2 separate regions of the Mus musculus genome follow, and region 2 is linked to region 1. Evidence: chromatin contacts called from public Hi-C data. All regions are on one chromosome and are shown on one strand. Each heading gives the region's core, a stretch centred on a gene start, on an enhancer-like site or on the middle of the called end of the contact. The rest is flanking DNA. Distances are from core to core; before and after follow the strand shown.

Region 1 (3,707 bases), core at 535-3,034:
GCAAGGACAGAGGCCAGGTCCACTTTAGCTTTCCTTATTGAATCTCATTATCAGGTTTTTGGTTTTTTTTTTGTTTTTTGTTTTTGTTTTTGTTTTTGTTTTTGTTTTGTTTTTTTTTTTTTGTTTTTTGTTTTTTTTTTCAAGACAGGGTTTCTCTGTATAGCCCTGGCTGTCCTGAAATTCATTTGGTAGACCAGGCTGACCTCGAACTCAGAAATCCGCCTGTCTCTGCCTCATTATCCGTTTTAATAGTAAAGTAAGCCCAAAAGATGGCATCGGATTGGTAAAGGATGAGATCTCCAGCCTCAAACTTAGGAAGCTGCCTGTACAGACGGCTGGGCTTGAGCAAGCCTTGTATCCGGGTATTTTTGGTAACCACCTCCTCCTTCCCCCTCTGGCCCTGGTCAGCTATCAGCATGCACATTCACACCGCCTACCCTCGCCTTGAACTGGAAAGTACACAATGGGGTACAGTGGCATGGCCCCTGTTAGCATTCCTTCTAGGCTCCGCCCAACAGTTACCTAGCAACAGCCAGGTAGGCCTGGCTTGTTCTTAAAGACTTTGTTTGGTCGCTCCTTGCTCACTCTGCCCCCACCCCTGACTCTCTTCTCTCGCTGACCCCTTTCTCCTTCTCCCTCTACCCCCTGTCTTTCTCTGTCTCTACTCCCTTCCCAACCCCCCTTCCCACGCATAAATAAACTCTGTCCACACTATACCTGTCCTATGGCTGGTACCTCAGAGAGAAGGGATGTCACAGCACAGGCCCACCAAGGCCCCCTCCCACTGTACCATACTTGGTTCTATCAAACATATCCTGGCTCTCTTTTATAAAGCACAACAGCTACTGTGTAGACAGAGGTGCAGACTCAGTGTTGCACAGATGGCAGGTATCTTGGACGTCTCAATACTGATTTTTAGGCCTTGCATTCCTCTATTACGAGACTGCAGCCCAGTAGGATATAATGATGGAGTCGTAGTCCAGTAGGACCCAAACTGCTCTGTTAGCAATGGGGGTGGTAAAGGCCTTGCTATGGGGATTCTCTGTACCACTTCCTGCCTAAGATATGATGCTGGGAGTAGAGCTGCTGAGTACCCTCACAGCCAGCCCAGGCACCTCCCCTCCCTGCTCCAGTGACCTTTGTCATCGTTAATATCTATGATGTGTAGGACTTGCTAGGCAAGTAACTACCTCATTGGCGATGGCCTATGGTTTCTTCTTCCTCCACCTCCTCCTCCTCTTCTTCCTCTTCCTCCTCCATCCTCTGCTTCTTCCTCCTCCCCCTTTATTATCACCACCATCATCATCAGATCTTTACCAAACAGGCCAGTGGTCCAGATATTATGCTGAGTGTTGGGGAGGGATGTTCATGAGATAAAAGTGATTAATGAGATATGACCAGCACATGCTACATTCCACAGTCAGGGAGATAAGATATGGACTCAGTCTGTAGGGCAGTGTGTCATAAATGCCAGGCACAGGGTGAAGTTGACTAGTGATGCCTGGTTTCAGAGGAGAGAGAGCATGCGCTAGAACTGTGAGCGAGGCTGGGCTGGGCTGGCTTAGAGTGTTTTCCACTCTGTCATCCATTTACTTCACGTTGTTCCGTGCAGGGATCAGTCAGATGCTCTCACGACATTGCCCAGATACAAAAGAACCCGGACTGGACTGATGATGAGTGAAGAGTGGGTACTCCGTGAATGAAATGAGAAGCCCACTTCCTCTGCACCCAGTGCCTGATGTAACGTCGTGCAGCCTGGGTCGCAAGCGGAAGAACCCCACCTGCTGAAGTCATCCCTGCTGAGTCATTTCCGGGGAAGTGACTTGGAGAATCTGCACGCTCGCGTGAATGTCCTGCCTTCCAGTTTCTGTCTTCGGGCGCCACCTAGTGACAGCATTCGGAAAAGCTCTCTGCTCCTTCCACCTCCTGGCTACCCCCAGTACCGGTTTTCCTCAGTTGCCTCATACCCTGTAGCTCCCAGTACGAGACACCCCTCTTCCCAGTCCACTTCCTCTATAATTTTCTCACTTTGACCTTTTCCCTGAGCATCCTCTTGAAGAAACATCATCTTGTCATCTTCACGGACTTTTCGGAGTTCTCTAAGGGATCCTTTCTAAATTAATTCAGTGCTTTGCCAGTGAGGTGTTGGGGAAGCCGATGCCACTCTTCAGGTCCCTGAGACTTAATGCTTCCCAATGTTGCCTCTAGATCTGCATCCTCTTCATGTGTCCCCCTTTTCTGTACCACTTGGTATACCACACTAGACCAAATTAGAGTGTCCTGGTGGCACATATCTGTTTGGGTGTCCTGGGGTATGCAGATTGGCAAGAGCCATGCTCTCAGGAGATGTGACAGAGGGAGGCAGGTGAGGACTCACAAATTAACTAATGGATGTAACAATGAATGATCCAGAGGAAACAAAGTGGTTAGCTGAAAGTAGAAGAATCTATGTGGTGATGGGAATGGTAAGAAGGTTTCAGAGGAAGACAACAAAGAGGGGGCTGGAGAGATGGCTTAGTGCTCAAGAGCACTTGTTCTTACAGAAGACCCAGGTTCCATTCCCAGCAGCCATACGGTGGCCCACAACTGTTCATAACTCCAGTTCCAGGAGCTCTGGCACCCTCTTGTGGCCTCTGTGGGCATTACGCCCACTAGACATACATGCAGGCCAGGCACTCATACACTTAGAAAAACAAACCAATGAGAACAGTGAGGACGGAGGGGGAAGAAGTGAACAGTGAGTCCCTTTGGGGTTGATGCGCTACCATGAGACCCTTGGGGCAAGGTGGTCAACATGACTTTAAAGGTAGCAATGTCCTTGTGTATGCTGGAGTGTAGGTCCCCGAGACAGGCACGCTGGCTTCTCCTTGGACCTTCGTTTTCAGTGGATTGATTACATACATAAGGGAGTTTTTACTCTTTCACTTGGCTTCTCTGTTGGTTTGGGTGGGAATCAAAGAGAGAACTGAGAGTGGCACCCAGAGACCGGAGCAGAGAGCAGCTGTTTGAAAACAGAAGTGCAGAGTGAACTCACACAGGGCTCCCTTGGAAGTCCCTCCGGAGAAGACTCAGATGACATCACCTCCGGGGCCGAGCTGAGCTCATCTCCTGGGACTCTCAAAGAGCAGGGACTGCTACCAAAAGATGGGGGGGGGTCACAGTCCTGTCACAGTCTCTACCCCAAGAAGACAATAGATAAATAGATCTACCCAACCAGACCAATAGAGAGAACCAGAAAGGAGATTTGCTCATTGTGGTCACATTGGGAAGAGGCAGATCCAGTGACCACTTCAAGTCCATCTCAGAACCCTAAAGTGAAATTGAAATTTAAACAGAGGGCTAGGAACTTGCATATCTAAGCAGTCCTGGTCAGAACGCCCACTGATCCATTATTGTCTGGGCTTCATTCCGTTTCATGAGGTGATCTGAGAAGCTGTGAGTGTCTTTCTGGGAAACAAGTACTCTCTCACTCCCAGCCAGTTTGATAGTCAGGTCAGGAGATACCTAGTTCTTCCAGGCCTGTTACTGGAGAATGGCTGATTTCTTGGATTAACCTTCAGTGCACTCACTGTGCCCTTTAGGATTGGCCTTTGGGTATCTCAGGCTGCCCTGGACCCCAGGTATCACTGTGATGCCCTCTTGATAGTTGAGAGAGGCTAGAAGATACCCAGTAACTTGCTGAAGATCAGAGGGTTCTGAAGAGGGCG
Region 2 (3,707 bases), core at 437-2,936, 360 kb before region 1:
GCTAGGCTTTTTGAGGCAATGTTGACCTGTGATGACCCTCCTGTGCCCACTGTGGAGTGGGGTTCCTGGCTGTTGTACCCTCTGTTTCTGGGGGAGGAGGGAGGGCAATAAGCAGGCAGTCAGAAATGAGGGTGTGCCAGCGAGCTGAGTTTGCTGGATAAACTCCACACTGACAGCTTTATAGACTATAGCTGCCTGTGACTTTAGAGAACACAGGTTACTGAGACCAGAGAAGTATAGGGACCAGCTCAGGAGGACATGGCAGACCAGAGCTCTGAAAGCAGCTTGCCCTTGTCCTGGTTCAGCAGCTGGGGCCCCAGATGGAATAATCTAACACGCTGAATGGAGTAAATGGGGGAGCTGCAGACTCACCGCATCAATGGGGGCTGTCAGCTCTTTGCTCTTGTACCTTGGAGAGGAGTCAGGGCAGGAGTCTCTCCCAGAGAGGAACTTTCCAGAGGTGCTTCTCTGTCTCTGCTTATGGCTGGGACCCAGGAGGTCCAAGTGACACATCTACCTGGTCTCTAGACTGCCTTAAGACTTTGGGTGAGTCTCATGACCTCTGCTCTGAGTGTCTCCCCTGCCCAGGGGAGGTGGTTATGACACCACCGTATCTTTTTTTTTTTTTTTTTAGAGATTTATTTTTTATTATGTTTGAGTACACTGTAGCTGTCTTCTGACACACCAGAAGAGGGCATCAGATCTCATTACAGATGGTTGTGCGCCACCATTTGAACTCAAGACCTTCAGAAGAGCAGTCAGTGTTCTTAACCGCCTGGCACCTCCATATCTTACATTTCCGTCCTAGGCAATGCGTGGCAGGCTGTGTGCCACGGTGCCTCACAGACACAGGAGGGGCAGATGCACCGTTGATTGCCAACTGATGCTCATCCCCCTTCCCTCCCGTCCAGATCTGCGGTCCTCTCCCCTCCTCCACCCCAGTGGGAACGGTTGATTGGTTGGGATCAACAGAGCCAGTGCCAGAGAAGAATTACTCAATGTGACACTTAATTGATGCGAAATACACAAATTCCATGGCACAGGGCAGAATTTACAAGCGGAGGGGCCGCCAGGGTGGCTGAGGAGGGGCAGGGTAGGGGGGAGAGAATTAATCACCGAGGCCTAGGCGTGAAATTAAATTCCAGGGGGTGGTAGGGAAAAGAAACCTCTTTCATTACCAGGAAGCAGAGACGTAAAGGGCTATGGCGTGTACACGTGACATCCCAGGGGACTGGGCGCTGCCAGCGTAGGCTCTGGGCTGGGAACGACAGCTCTGCCTGAGGTTGTGGGGCCCCAGGTCAGGCTGCTGGGATGCCCTGTTGTCTGAGCTAAGGCTGGAACCAGGGCACACAGAGTCTGCTCCATGGTTGTCCTGCATTTGCTGGGGAATGGCAATCCGGTTCCACATCCTGTCTGGTCCCTTGTTCTCTGTCTCACGGTGAGGCTCAGACTAAGTCTCTGAGAGGTTGATGCTCTGCTTTGGAGAAGTCTCTAGAAAGCCCCAAGTCATATGGAAGGGGTGTTATCACGGAGGATTCAGGGGAGACTTAGTCTCTTTCTGTAACTGCCCTGTTTGACTTAGAAAACAGAAAAATAGAAAAAGTTCCCTACTCTTATGCCCTGCCTTGGGAATGTGACAGAGACAGGAAGATGGTGTAGGAACCACAGGGCAAAGACACAGACCTCCCTGCCAATGCTGGCTTCTGGAGGCCTGCCAGGCATCAAGTACCACTGAATCCCACATGCCATAGCCAGTGGCCTCCTAACGACTGCCCAGCTAACTGTATTTGCCGTTCTCTTGGACTTCACTGGACGCTTGCTAGTCCAGCTCGCAAAGAGCCTCTGGCCTTCTTGCGTCATCTCCAACCCAGGATGTGGCCCCCTCCTCATCCCCCTCACCTTCACATATGGGGAGCCCTTTCAGGCGCTCATAGGCCTTCGAGACACGGAGCAGGTGCTTCCTGGGGACAGGCTGGGCTTAGGGGCGCAGTAGGGGCAGTGAGCCTGGCAGTCCCCAGCTCCCCTGATGCCTTTCCCTGCCTCCCTCTCAGATCACTTGCGTTTTTTTTTTTTTTTTTTTCAGAGACAAGCAGCTTGCAGCTGCCTTGTCACATCACATCACATCAGGGCCCTGCGTCACTGCAAGGTCTCTCCTCCTCTCCTTGCTGTTCTCTTCCCTCCGGCATCTTCCTTCCTTTCTCCCACTTCCCTTTGTCTTGGTGTGTCTCTCTGGTCTGGGTCTAGGTCTTCTTTCCTATCCTGAACCACTCTCTCTGGGCCCAGGCCTCTCTCCCAGAATTGTCCAGACATCTTTGTATCTGACCTCTGTCCCTTTAGGTGAGGTTTTATCTCCTAGTCCTTAGAGGCACGGTTCCTCCACCGTGCCTTTTACCCAACACGATGGTGTAGGCCTAGAAAGAAAAGCTGGCACAGCCTCCAGCTTCCAGAATCTGTTCTTTTGAGGGACCCCTGCCTAATCCTCACTCCCCACTCCCAAAGCTGTAAGTCTGGCCACCGGCGCACAGAATGAAGGATTTGATGGGGGAGAGCAGAGCAGGACTGCAATAGGAGCTCTCTGTGCCCCCACCCCTGCACTGTGTGAGGAGCATGCAAATGAGATGCAAAGCACCATGCAAACAAGGCTCTGTAATTTGGAAGCAAACCACTCCAACGGAACACACTCTGAGTTGGCTACAGATTCAGAAGTCCTACCACATGGTCTGCGCCATGGCCAAGTGTCATTGTCTCACCACAGACACATGATTTCCCACGGCGCTCCCCAATGCCACAAATGTTTGCTTGGTTTTCACTGGGTGCTAGCCACAGGACCAGACATCAGAGACATGAGGGTCAGACTGGGCAGTCTGGTTATTGCCTCCCGATTCCCGTTTGCTTGATCTTTCTTTCAACTGTGTTAGGCACATGAGACAGGTCCTGAGGGGTCACCTGTCAATGAGGGTTGATGTCCCTAAGCTATAGATGACAGAAACAGACAGAATAGCTGAGTCCTTTTCCAGAGCCTGGAGTGGGGCATGATCCTGTGGTTTTAGCCACCCACAAAGTGAGTTTCTATCAGTTCGTTCTCTCTTTCCATTCCTCCCCATCTCTTCAAGGCAAGGATGTTCAAACTGCTGGTCAACGCCCCCACCCCATCCCCACCCCCAGGAGGCTGTGCTATCCATTCTGTGGGTTGCAACCAGCATTGAAGAAAATTAAAATAGCATGGAATATGACAGAAAACATTGGGGGCTGAGGATGAAGAGTTGGGAGTGTGCTTGCCTAGCATGCGTGGGGTCCTGATTTGACCCTCAACACAGCATACATGTGAAGTGGTGGCACACTTAAAACCCCAGTGCTCAGGAGCTGGGGGCAGCAGGATCAGAAGTTCAAGGGTATCTCTGGGTAAGTCTGAACTACACGAGGCTATGTCTGAGAAGACAAAAAGACAAAACCAAGTCAAACCCCACAAACAACAAAGCCCACACGGCAGAGAGCATCAGAATCGTGGTATGATGATGCGTGCTTATGATCCCAGAACTTGGCAAGCTGAGGCGAGAGGATCACTGCATGTTCCAGGTCAGTGCCTGCTCTAAAAGAAAATCCTCCAACAAAGGACATGTCAGAGCTTGTGCTGACAGTGCAGGGTAATCCCAGAATGCACTGTACAGGTGCCATAAAAACATCTGTCTGTGGATGGATGTCAGAAA

Evidence for each region. A called contact is a pair of places that touch in the nucleus more often than the background predicts.
Region 2: a contact with region 1 is called in a Hi-C map of muscle stem cells, with 4 times the contacts expected there. The contact joins two enhancer-like sites. A contact is called at or near these places in 1 of 484 Hi-C or Micro-C datasets (muscle stem cells) and 1 of 9 other capture datasets (pancreatic islet).

The regions. Positions count from the first base shown.
Region 1 is chr9:45,298,733-45,302,439 of GRCm38.p6, reverse strand. No RefSeq gene overlaps it. Among named protein-coding and RNA genes, the nearest start is that of Tmprss13, 19 kb to the left of the region's middle. Within about 2 kb of position 1,784, at least 318 of the 459 cell types and tissues checked have an H3K27ac peak or open chromatin away from gene starts, as enhancers often do. A contact at or near this core is called in muscle stem cells, where this site is marked.
Region 2 is chr9:45,662,525-45,666,231 of GRCm38.p6, reverse strand. All of the region lies in intron 4 of Dscaml1 (DS cell adhesion molecule like 1), which reads right to left. Among named protein-coding and RNA genes, the nearest start is that of Gm22069, 30 kb to the right of the region's middle. Within about 2 kb of position 1,686, at least 47 of the 459 cell types and tissues checked have an H3K27ac peak or open chromatin away from gene starts, as enhancers often do. A contact at or near this core is called in muscle stem cells, where this site is marked.